Linked DNA regions of Larimichthys crocea: region 2 is linked to region 1. A link is a contact called in public Hi-C data. All regions are on one chromosome and are shown on one strand. Each heading gives the region's core, a stretch centred on a gene start, on an enhancer-like site or on the middle of the called end of the contact. The rest is flanking DNA. Distances are from core to core; before and after follow the strand shown.

Region 1 (6,742 bases), core at 1,752-4,251:
GTCGTCGTCGTTTTTCTCCAAATCAATATTCTCGTCCTCTTCCTCGTCCTCGCTCCGGTTCCGGGGGGTCCAGGTCATCTTGTTCTCCTTCTTTAGCCTCCTCCTGGCGTTGGCGAACCAGGTGGACACCTGGGTGAGGGTCATTTTAGTGATGATGGCCAGCATGATCTTCTCGCCCTTGGTGGGATATGGATTTTTACGGTGCTCGTTGAGCCAGGCCTTCAGGGTGGCAGTGGCGTCCCGGGTTGCGTTTTTACGGTATGCTGGGTCACCATAAGGGTAGGTGCCCAAGGGTGCTGCGTAAGGGTGGTATCCTATTGAGCCGGCCATACCCGTAGTGTGATCATAGGGAGAACTCTGTGATAAAAATAATAATAATAAAAATATATATCATAATGGAAAAAGTGTCTAAAAGTTCTGTCAGTCATTTACTAAACTGTCTGAAAATGGTTAGAAGGACTCACGGCACACAAACATACGCGCACACGCATTGACATGCGCGCGCACAGAGACCAAGACACACGCACGCACACGCACACACACTGTCTTTAATCCAGTAGTTCAAGTTTGAGCTTAATGTTTATGGACTGTGTTGGGATTTGATTGTGTTTTTGAAATGTGATGTCTGTTTCTCTGCATTTTGATTATTATTCCAGTGATGTCATCATGCAGTGTCTATTATTGTCTCCATATAAATAGTACTTTTTTTATTTTTTAATAATTCTGATAACATATTGACATTAGGCATGATAGGCCTATCGTTTAGTTCCTTTGCCTGCTCTTCTGCGTTCAGTTTTTGTCTTAACAGGGCCTATGGCCGTGAGATCACTCACTGAGAATCCAGCAAAAGTCAAACACAGATTTCCTCTGTCTCCAGTCAAAAGCTGCATTATTTAAGTTTTGCAACTTGCACAGCTATTGTGATGATAGGAAACGAAACAGTGACCTAAATTGCCATCACACGGCGCGTTGCAGTCAGTCATGACCGGAGAGGCTTCGACCAGGCATTGCCCACTCCTTCACATAAAAACTACAATTTGCTGGAGAACCATATAATAGCACAGCACTCAGTTAAATTAGTTCTGTTTACTCAACAGCATGTTTTCTGGACCTGACATTCTGTAATATTATATCCATGCACTCTTCGGTGACGCACATTTCCTTTCTTAATCGCTTGGCTCCGAATGCAGAGCGGACACTTAAGACTTCTATAACGAGTTAATATCATCGCTTTTACTTCCTATTAGATGGAATAATCACCTTTAGTTTACTCACCACGTACGAGGTGAATGTGGCAGCTGCCGCCGCGTCTGCACTGTACGGTAAGTGGGAGTTGTAGCCTGGCGAGGCGCTGGTGAACGCAGTAGATCCGGCATAGGGCGCAAAAGCAGATCCCGAAGAGGATCTCCCAAGTTCCTCGGTTCTGGGTCCCGATATAACGCTGGTGCTGTACGCAGGGCACGAATACAGGGCTAGAGAAGCGGACGGCTGGTACAAGTAGCCCTGAGGATACGCCATGCTGGAGCCCGGAGAGTGTAAGCCACTTAACTTGCGCACTTTCCCCTCTTTATTTTCTCATGCGCTGCTGTCGGAGCGCATAGAGCCGTGTGTCTGCAGACCCGCTGTCTGTCCCCCCCCCTCCTCCTTCTAAATGACAATGGTGAAGGCAAAAAGTAAAAGTGATTAAATAAAGAGAGGTTTAGATGTTGGGTGGATTATTTTGGTCGTTGCCAGCCAGTCAGCCACTGCCCGTCGGATGTTTTGTCTGGTTTTGGTTTTCTGTTCTGTTCTTGCTCCCTTATCTGAGTTGCACCGTCGCTCTCATGCCCGCGCAGAAGTTTTTTTTTACCCGTCGAACGGGGGCTTTGCTTGGGAAAATGTCCTGCCAAGATGCTAAGTTGAAAAATTGAGGATCCCGACGCCTACTACGCTCCTCCTCTCGGGGTGTAGTCGCCGAAGGAAAAGGCAAGCTTATGCTGGGTAACCACAGCCCTGCCCAAATCCATGCTCTCTCTCTCTCTCTCTCTCTCTCTCTCCCCCTCTCTCTCTCCCTCTCGCTCTCTCTGTTTCTTCCTCACCCCCTCCCTCTCGCGTTAACTAACAATCCTTCTCATTCTCTATTTCTCTATTTTTTTCCCTCTTTAACAAGGCTCGTTGCAGTAAGTCTCAAGTGCGCCTGGCAGCCCCCCTTTGGATGGCGACATCATGCGAGTCTGTCAACTCCCAACTCGCTTCTTTCTCTTTTTTCTCCTTTTCTTTCTTTCTTTCTTTCTCTCTCTTTTTTTTTGAACCAAATACGAAGCCGTCACTTTCACACTTGATCAATAACAAATCGGCTGTTGCATGCCAGGATGTGGGCTTGCAAGATACCGGCAGGAATTAAACAGACGCTCCACTGCTGTGCTCTCTCTCTCTTTTTTGTTGTTATTCTTTTTTTTTGTTTTTTTTTTCCATTTTGTGCGTAAAAAAAGAAAAAAAAGTCGTCATTTTAAAGTGTGTGCGTTAAATCAACAGAATGATGCTCCGTGATCTCCGTGCGCCTTTGCGTTAAAATCCGCAGTGGGAGTTTCAAATGGATTATTATGCACGTCGACTTTCTAACGCCAGATGAATATTGCATTGGTAAGATTTATGACAACTGGAAAGTCAAAGTAAGATGGCGCAAACAGTCGGCTGAACAACTCTATCAGAATAGTTGTGTGTGTGTGTGTGTAAACAAACTTTTGCCTTATCGACATTCATATTTCGGGATTGTTGAAGTGTGTTCTGTGTGCGCCGCCACTTGTGTCCGAAAGGTTCATTGTGGCGACGGCTAAATAGTTTGCTGCAATAAATCAGAGATACACACTCAGTGAAAGTCATAAACTCTCAAGACAGGACAGATTAGTGCCAACCACACCAAACCCACCTGGACCAGTGGATGTGATCTGGTTTGATCACAGTCTTGAAATACAGGATATCTTAAATTAATTAAAATGCCACTGCAATTACTTTTTAAAAAATATATTTAACTGACATTAGACACCTGCCGAATCCTCTCGGATAATTGTCATTATTATTGTTGTTATTTCAGATAAATGTTCTAGAAATAATTTATAGGGCTTCCGTAATTTAATTTAGCCGCTTTAAAATTTTAAGCAGTCTGTTCTAAATATTACTGACTGCGTTTCAAACAGCTACTAGCCATTTTCATTCTGGTGATTGACTTTCCAGTTCAAGTCTCAGATAAGCCGAAAGGGATCGCTGTAGGCGCTGCTAAAGAGTGTGTGCACACACTGTCACGTGTTTTTTTTTTTGTTTTTTTTTTTTTTTACGCTCTGAAAACCTCTAGAGAGCAAAGAATGATGACGCTGGTACAGTGGGAGCCGACGCAGACTTAAAAAAAAAAGAAAGAAGAAGAGAGTGAGAGAGAGAGAGGAAATAAAGAGAGAAGGATGGATACACAAAGCGACCCTACAGTATAGTCTAATCAGATGACAGTGATACGATGAGACCTAGTTTCACAGCCTCCTGTAGTGTGCAGACAATCAACTAATTGCCGGAACTTTTCTCATAACAACAGCTACAAGAAGAACCAATTGAAACCGTTGATACCGGCAATTATCATTCTTACTTATGTTAAAGCTGTGGGGAAAAAAAAAATAGAGTCATTATTAGACACGGGTGTATTCCGCTTATAATGAAATCATTGTCCGTCATGTATATATCCCGAGATATAAAAGAACACTTCCACATTTTAGCACACTTTGTGCCATGTGAGCGGTTCAAGAATTAGTTGACAATATGCGTTTGATTTTATTATTTATCCATCCGACGAAGTTTTCTAGAGGAGACAGCCTGTGTCATGTGTCCTCCTTAATGCGTTTTGGTTTTCTGAAGTAGGAGGAGGACCCATAATTTGAGATCACGGAGACTATAATAGGAGTAGGTTATGGCAACTGCTTCCACCTCTCAGCACTGCACTGATAAAGGAGGAGGTGTAGGTGAGTATAGTTTTGGTCATTTGCGTTTTTATTTTATTTATTTTTTTTAGATTTGGAAAAAGATGCGTCTCAGTTTTTAGATGCGTAAAAAAAAAAAGTGGACTCTTCTCACGCAATGTGCGGGTCCAAATCTAAATCTTTATGTGTTGTTTTTGACAGCCTCTAACTTCATCGCTTGCTCTTCGGGTATTCTTCTGTTTTGTTTTTTTGTTTTCTTTTATCTACTTTTTTCTCTCCCCCCTTTAGAGAACGAGGTCGGTATTGACGCATGAAAACGGCTTTACGTGGCAAAGAAGAAGTGAATGAAAGATGATGCATGTCATTTAAAATGCCTGAGGGAGCAAGTGTAATCTAAATTGGATATAGAGGGTATTATTACACAACATTATGCGTTGTGGCGGACTAATTGCGTGGCTGGGTGAGTTAAACAGTCAGTTAATGTCGAGTGGCGGACAGGTTTCTGGAGCGCACAAGGTCAGCTGTACTGCTCCCAAGCCTTTAGTGGTATACAGAAAAAAAAAATGCTTGAAGTATTCATGGGATTTTTAACCATTCTAAATCTGTGTCCTAAACCGATTAGTTGACACCAATTTTTCTTTGATGTATTAGCTGAGGGCTTTTGCCACTTGGAAGCCAATTGAAATTCAAAACAGTTTTCGCTCCAAATGCTTTGGGGAGATCTGCTGCAAATAATGGATGTAATTTATTTTTGACCTTGCATTTTTTTTTTTTTGAAGAGGGGGTTTATTAAATGATTAAACATATGTGCACTATGCTGCTTGACTAAACAACTGGCATCCTATACATGCGACAATTAGCTATTATTATGAAAATACAGCAATAATTTTGCCTGTTTCTATTTAGGCATTTAAAAAATGGGAAAGACTTGACTTTGGTTGTTACTTCAGTTTTGTCTGTTTGTCATTTTTAGTTACTCTTACAAAGTTGTTGTTTTATTATTTTCCAGATGTATTAAAAATAATAATTCACTGTTTGTTTGTCTTTGTTTTGAATTTGTTCAGATCCATGTTGAGGAAGTCTCATGTCACCAAGCAGTCAGTGAAATACACCCCTCCCAACGTCCCAACACACACACACACACACACATAAGCACACACACATGCAGATGAAACCTTAACATGGCACCAATTAAATTCACTTTTTACAGATGTCATTACACTACAGCACATAAGCTGTAATGTAATGTTCAGTTGGGCATTTATAGTTATCATATTTTGTGTGTTTCAAATAATTCAGTAAGCTCCGCAGAATGCAGTTGTCGCTACACTTCTGTGATTGTTTATATAGAAAAGTTTCACGTTTCTCCTGATATCACAACCATCACTCACATCATGAGCTGATGCACAGCTCAAACTTCATTTTATTCGGCTTCGAAAATCACACAGTTTACATGGAGCACAATGAGCCAATTTGGCTTTCAGAAGAGAGAATCTATTTTCTGATCTCTTTTCTGTTCTTGTGATCTCTTTTTTTTCTTTTATAGATCTGAATGAAGATGTATGGAGTGGGACTGTATGTGTGTGTGTGCGTGCGTGTGTGTGTTCGTTCAGTATACTCCTGATGGGGGCCTGTCTGCCGCACCCCCCCTTCCTCTCTCTACTCCACATGATCCCCGCAAGGCTGAGTGGCAGGGCTCTGGATAGGCTAAGTGATGAAATGATGACCCTATTATGAGAAGCGATTCCAAAATGAGAGGTATCAGACAAAGATTGCACCCTTCTCCCACTGCCACACCGTCCTCCTGCTTCACACTGCCAGCTGCGCAGATGATGATTGATTAGCTTGAGATGGATCACAGGAAGCACCCATTGATCTTTCAGTGTTTTATCAAAAATATTTATTTACAGTTGTATCCATAGGGCGTATCCAGACTCACCCCATTCCCCCTTTTCCTAATGGGGGATGGTATAAAAGGGATAATTCTCCCTATTCCATGACAAGACAAATGACCTGTAATATTATTTCAGAAATAAGTCAATAGGCTCAGTGACTAAACGAATATTGATTGGATATAATGAAGCCTGAGTGTGACTATGAGCTCTTTCAGGGGCCCCTGCTGTAGAATCCACTGTCAGCATCTATGTACAGAAGCCAGACCTTAGCAAGCAAGGGTTTTACACACAATACAGACCTGCCTCTACAGCTGGGACAAAATATACCTCCTGTTTGTGAATATCACAGATGGTGAATCCACAAACTCAATACTCCCCTATTCCTCTCACTAGTGTGTACCTGTATATTTTGATTCATGATCTGAGGAGCTTTCCATGCCGGACTGTTTTCTAACCAGACCTACAGCTAAATAGCATGTTTGTTTTGAAGGTGCTATAGGTGCCATATGGTAATCATCTAAATCCCATACTACGTAAAGCTCTTCAGGCATGTAGGAGGTACTCCCGCAATGCCTGCATGAAGGTAAAGTGATACAACGTACAAATCAAATGACTACCAGAATGCTAAAACCACAGTGTGGGAGCTGTGCCCTAGATATTTGCACTGACTTAATCCAATAGAAATAGTATGAGTGAGTTGCAGGGGCTCCCAGATCTGTTGCTCGCTTATGTATGTGATGCATAATAGAAGTTGACGAGGTTGGTGATAGATCACAGCCCAGGTAATGTAAACACATTAATCCCTCAGGGTTCATGTGCATGTTCTTTCTCTCCTTTTTCTCTTTCTCTTTCTCTTTCTCTTTCTCTTTCTCTTTCTCTTTCTCTTTCTCTTTCTATCAGCCTCTC
Region 2 (6,410 bases), core at 3,050-5,549, 190 kb after region 1:
TGCACATTGCACATTGTATAAAACCTAAAAGTTGCAGGCTGATTGTTTAAAGGCCTAAATCTAAAAGGAATCTCCCACTCAATCCATGTGCTTAGCCTGAATGACTGACTCTTTAAATTTAGTAGTACCCTACAACCAGAAGTGAACAAGTTAATGTAAAACATTTGCAAGGTAGTGCGTTAATTCACGCTTTGATCCGCTGTCATAACCCAGTTTAATAAGTTGCAGTCCATTGACTATTAATTTGTTCCCAAATGGTGTGAGCAGGAGGAACGGTTCCAAAATGCTTTACTTTGCCACTAATGCAAATCAAAGTTAGGCTATCTATTTAATATGCATGATTGGTTGGTGTAATGTAATTAAAATTATACTATTTAAATCATCCTAACAGTGAAAAAATTAAACTTTAAATGTATTTTCAAAGTACACTTGCTTCTGCTGCTAAGAACAATTAATTTTAGAAACTAATTCATTTATTGGATTAAGCTTCACTGTTCTTTAAACACTGCAAGATTTATTGGACCTTTATTTCACCCTAATGGGACATGGTTTGAAAGAGCATATTTAGAGATTGAATGTGTTGCACAGCTAGTTTTTTAGGTTACCCACAGATTTAAGTTTAAACCAGCTGAGGAACATTTCTGATTAACAACAACAGTATACTTCCAACAGCAAAAAAAATAATTGCTTTGTAATGAGATAGGATAATACAAATAGTCACTTTTAAAAATTACGCTGAGACTGTTTCCTCATTTAGTTTCTTCATCCTGACACATGTCAAATATATGGTAGCTTATATATATTTGACTTCAGCTGCCCGGTGGCTTTTCTTGATCATATTGAAAAGGCTGCAAATCATTCCACTGCATCATATATAAGATTTGCAGCAGCAGTTTCTGCTCATGACACTGAGGATGCGAAATTCTCGTGAGTAACAAACTCTGCAAGCTACTGCATTTTGGTGAAGGTCCCCTTTCAAGAACTGCTTAATAAAATGAGAGCTGGTTTGCCAAGCAAGTCAAGAAATCCTAAATCTCTCTCTCTCTCTCTCTCTCTCTCTCTCTCTCTCTCTCTCTCTCTCTCCCACACACACACACACACACACACACACACACACACACACACACACACACACACACACACACACACACACATCAAACTACATCCAAGGGTCATTAATTGCGTTTTCTTTTTAAATCCTCATTCGTCACTGTAATTAACCGATGTTGATCAGCAAGGGCTCCCTTAAAATTGATTCCATGTGTGATAAGAGATGTGTTAGATTTTTTTCCTTCCTGTCACCGGGGCGTTATGGAAAAGATCCAAATGTGTAATTTCAAGTGCCTCTGTTTGAAGCCTTTGATCTCGCCTGTTTTGCAGAGCCTCGGCTCATCATTTGCGACGTGTCGCTGGTGCCCTGTGTATTGCATAAGGAACTACTGTTGAGCGATAGGCCGTGTATGTTTGCTTATGAGAATGTGAAATTGTGTCATCTGCATAATTACCGTCAAAGAGCTCTCTACAAAACAGCCCTCAAGTCACTCGTGTATGATTGCCCTCTTTTTTACAGCACCTACAAATTAAATTGGCTCCAACGTGCTCCCAGCATTCTTCCACAAGAATTAAGAAAACTAATTTAAAGTAGATGTAAGCGACTAATAATCATAATAATAATAATAATAATAATAATGGGATTTGTGACATTTAAATCAAATAAAATTACCAAGATTATTTCTCTGCGTCTACAGTTCTTTTGGTGTTTGTTGTGTTGAATGGCCTATCCCCGTGTGTGTGTGTGTGTGTGTGTGTGTGTGTGTGTGTACGGAAGTCAAGCAGAGGTTAGTTTACTGTTTACTGAGACTCTCTTTAGGAGAGAGGGGAGCGGCGTCTTAATGCTTTTATGGCTACGCCAGTTTCCCGGGTCGGTGTGAAAGTGTTAAGTTAGTGCGTGGTGCGTTTGATTGGAGGCAATAAATCAGACACAGCCCTTGGCGTGGGTGGAGTGAAGAGGGGGGGGGTGCACCTCCGAGCGACATGGTCCCGGGAATGAGACACGTGTCCATCCGGAGTCGGAGCGCTGCTTAGCGGACACCAGCAGGCAGACACCTCGCTGGACTTCTCAGATTTATACTCTCGTTTCTAACGTTTATTACGGCCCAGCCACGTTGTCTCTCTCTCTCTCTCTCTCTCTCTCTCTCTCTCTCTCTCTCTCTCTCACACACACACACACACACACACACACACACACACACACAGGCATGAACCATCTCTCTTTCTTCTCTCTCGTCTCTTCTCTTCTGAAACGTGATGTTTGGACGTGATATTCCCCCCACCTCTTCTTAAACGTCTCTTTCTTCTTTACACTTATTATGCTGCTGTGTATCTAAATGTCAAATACCATCCACTTATCTTTAACCACCCATCACTTCACTGTCTGGACCCTCTCAATTTGCAGGTCGATCTTATGAGTGTATGCGCGCGCACGAGTGTGTGTTAAGTGTGAGCGTGCTATTGACTGCTATGTAGTGATTACCATTCCGGTCGGATGGCACCAGCAAGCCGCTGTAATTAATAACCCCATAATCCGGGTTGGGGTGGATGTCGGCGAAGAACACACACAGATTCAGGACAGAGTTTTACAGAAACAAGGCGTATCCTTATGGCTAGCCCTATATAAGAAATTATAGCTGCTATTATCCCTCCCAGACAATGATAACTATCTGCTTCAAAAGAAGATTAAAGGTTTATACAAGTTCAGAGTTCCTGGAAAACCGGATCGCATTATCAAAACTAAACTGAGATTGATGAGATTCCATCTCGCTGTCAATAATACATTAAGACTTACCTTATTCTAATAAAGTGCGTCAAATCATAATTCAACCTCTGCGGTTGTTTTGCAAACGATTAACAAAACAGATGCTGGTACAAAATCGGGTTGAAATGCGATTAGGGTTGTCCCGTACACACTTTGATGTATTGATTCATGGAATTTCAATTCTGACTCTCTTGTTTTATTTTAATCCGTATTATTTACAAGAAACATCAGGTTGCATCAAAATTGTCAAAAGGATTTCTTAAAGTGCAGTCAGTCAGCCCGGATGATCGTTTTTTTTTTTTTTTTTTTTTTTTTTTTGTGGATTAAGAGACTTTATTTAAAATCACCAAATTGTTTGTTGACTTAATCTTTTCTTCAAGCGACCTGGTTATTTACTCTTATTGTATTATTTATTGTATTTTATTATTATTCATTATTATTATTAATGTATTAATATTATTATTATTATATTATGCTAGTAGTATTGTGGTTGTTTTAATAAAAGGAATGCATATGTATTGTTTTTTTTTATACATATATTTGTTGGTCTTCCTCTTGTTTATTCCCGGAATCAACATCCTCCCAGCCCAATCCACTAAAGTGTTTATTACTTATCATTGCTGGTACTTTACACTTAGTCTTCATTAACAGTGTAATGCGCCTATCATCAGCTGTCTCTTTGATGTCAAGTGGCTACATGCCACCCGTTTGATGTCTCAAATTAAAGAATGAAATGACTTCGATTCGGTTGCCACCAAGATCCCGTGACACCTCCAAACCGGTGTCAGAAAACACAGCTTGCACCAGTGATACAGCGATAAATAAAAAAGGTGTCTATAACCTGTGATCCAGGGTCATTACAAGACATGACCACCGTCAGGAGTTACAATCACATTAATTAATGAATGAATTATTTTCAGGTTTGTTTCTCATATATATACACACACACATATATATCCTACTGATACTGGAAAATAAGATGTTTTAAATATAGATGTGCATTCAGAAAGATGTGTGTAAACTATTTCCCATTAATAAAAAAAAAAAGAGAGAGAGAGGAAAACTGTCTGTCTTTAAATGGTCTTAAACTTAACCTTTACTTCCCGATTTAACTTTTTTAACCGATGTCCTCTTGTAGGTCAGTCTCCGAGTTTGCTTCGACAAAATGAAAGTTTCTTCTGTATTTGTGCAGCCTATTAAACTGCAGCCAAAAAAAAAAAAAAAGTTTATCAGTCACTGACACCAAAATGCTCACTGTTGTGCAAATGGCCGAAAAATGTGAATTAACACAAAAAAATATGGTGAGGACAGACGCGAATAAAACAACAAATGAAGTAGATTGGCGAGCCATAAAATGTGATTTGAAACCCCATTCAAATAAGAGCTCGCGACGTCAGTGTGCACTTATCCGAGAGAGAGAGAGAGAGAGAGAGAGAGAGAGAGAGAGAGAGACAAGGAGGGAGGGGGAGAGAGAGAGGCGGTTTGGTGTGTGGTGTATATGAGAGGGGTGAGATTTGAGAAATAGGAGGGGCTTCTAAACGACTAGAAATGTCAATCTGAGCAAGGGAGTCCCAATAATCTAAAGCAATCTGTAAGGACCTGACCTTAGTCCATCCAGATCAATAGGGAAGTGAGGGTGGAAAGAAGAAGAAGAGGAAGAAATAAGGGGCGCAACCGGATCGTTTACACTGGCTGTTCCCGAGGAAATATAGACTTCCCTTGCTTGCACCTTTTGTTGCTCACATGCTCACACTGTAAAAGTGGATATCGAGGCAATTCCCTTGCTTTGTGTGATTGCAGCAGACTTTTTCCCCTTTTCCTACCACCATGTCTTTCCCTCAACTGGGATATCAGTACATCCGACCGATATACCCGCCGGAGCGCCAGGGGATCGGCAGCAATGCCCGGTCCGGGACAGAGCTCAGTCCGTCCGGCGCACTCTCCAACGTCCTCTCCACTATGTATGGATCTCCTTTCGCCGCAGCAGCGCAGGGCTATGGAGCGTTTCTACCCTACTCAAACGATATATCAATTTTCAATCAATTGGTAAGTCACTCTGCTCTTTCTTAACTCATCCAGAACTTTTTATGTTACGCGTAAAATTAAAAGAAATAAACATCACGGGCCTTTTGGGGAGGTTTGTCGGCACTTTAAACTTTCAGAGCGCCGCGGTGAACTCGCTGAATCTTTGGTGAAATTGAGTTCAAAGTGGTTAAAAAGTAACACATTAGTAACAAACTGTACTTCGGGCTTATTGTTGGCACACAATTTCCCGAAACCCGTCGCAAAAGAGTTAATGCAATGATGCAATGCGCTGTGGGAGGTTTACATGAGGCTATAGGTGTGGAACAAAGTGTAGAAAAGTAAAGTCTTGTTCTCGGATGTGTTTCCGTTTAAACATATTTTAAACGCTTAATTTATTTCATTCAGATGTGAAGCTTGTGGAACTTAATTTATTATACAAGTTGTGAGAAAAATACATCAACCGTTTTGTTTGTTTACACTTTAATAATAACCTCAGTATTGTTTTATGACTGTGTTTCAACATACCATTCTGTTGGGTATGATTATATTTATCATGAAGAAGAAACACAAAGTATCTTGTGGAATTAATATTTTAAGTCTAATCTGACTCTTTGGTATTTTGTCTTTGCAGGGTGCTCAGTATGAACTGAAAGACAGTCCTGGTGTCCAGCACCCAGGGTTTGCCCATCATCACCCTGCTTTTTATCCATATGGCCAATATCAGTTCGGTGACCCGTCCAGACCCAAAAACGCCACCAGGGAGAGCACCAGCACCCTGAAGGCCTGGCTCAGTGAGCACCGCAAGAACCCCTACCCAACCAAGGGCGAGAAGATCATGCTGGCCATCATCACCAAAATGACCCTCACCCAGGTGTCCACCTGGTTCGCCAACGCCAGGAGGAGGCTAAAGAAGGAGAACAAGATGACCTGGGCCCCCCGAAACCGCACCGACGAAGAGGGAAATGTTTACTCCAGCGATCACGAGGGGGAGGAGGGGGACAAGAGGGAGGACGAGGAGGAGATCGACTTGGAGAACATCGACACGGAAAATATTGAGAACAAGGACGACTTGGACGACCAGGACGACCTGCATTCAGATATTAAACTAGACGGGAGGAGTGACTCTGAGATTTCTGACGGCTATGAGGATTTACAAGGGCCCGACCAGAGGTTTCTAAAGGCTGTGGGGAAAGAGGGCAAAGACGTGGAGAGAGGAGGAGAGCACTTCCACAGCCACCCTCACCACCATCATCACGCTTCTTTGGACACCAAAGCGTCCCAACCAAACGGTGAACAACTCAAACTGAACCCGGTGTCCGTTAGCTCACCGCCCTCAGAAAACAACCCAGCCCCAGCCCAAAAGCCAAAGATCTGGTCTTTGGCAGAGACAGCCACGGCCCCTGACAATCCGCGTAAATCGCCACAAATGAACGGCAGCAACTCCGCAGGGCCGGCCGCCCAGAACATAATCGCCCCTCACAGACTCATCTCTTCTTGTCCAGTTGGGAAAATCCAGAACTGGACGAACCGAGCCTTCTCGGCGCATCAGCTGGCTTTACTGAACTCAAAT

The links. Hi-C and Micro-C count contacts between places; a contact is called where the count stands out from the background.
Region 2: a Hi-C map of muscle shows a contact between it and region 1, with 5 times the contacts expected there. The contact joins the promoter of irx3a here to the promoter of irx5a in region 1. A contact is called at or near these places in 3 of 7 Hi-C or Micro-C datasets (all in muscle).

What each region holds. Positions count from the first base shown.
Region 1 is chrVIII:21,731,184-21,737,925 of L_crocea_2.0, forward strand. irx5a (iroquois homeobox 5a) reads right to left here and starts at 3,002. Exons shown (of 3, transcript XM_019261480.2): 1 at 1,261-3,002; 2 at 1-357. The coding sequence starts at 1,518. The region is part of intron 3 of LOC113746382 (a long non-coding RNA gene); the gene reads left to right.
Region 2 is chrVIII:21,917,748-21,924,157 of L_crocea_2.0, forward strand. It overlaps irx3a (iroquois homeobox 3a), which reads left to right and starts at 4,300. Exons shown (of 2, transcript XM_019261476.2): 1 at 4,300-4,861; 2 at 5,472-6,410. The coding sequence starts at 4,643.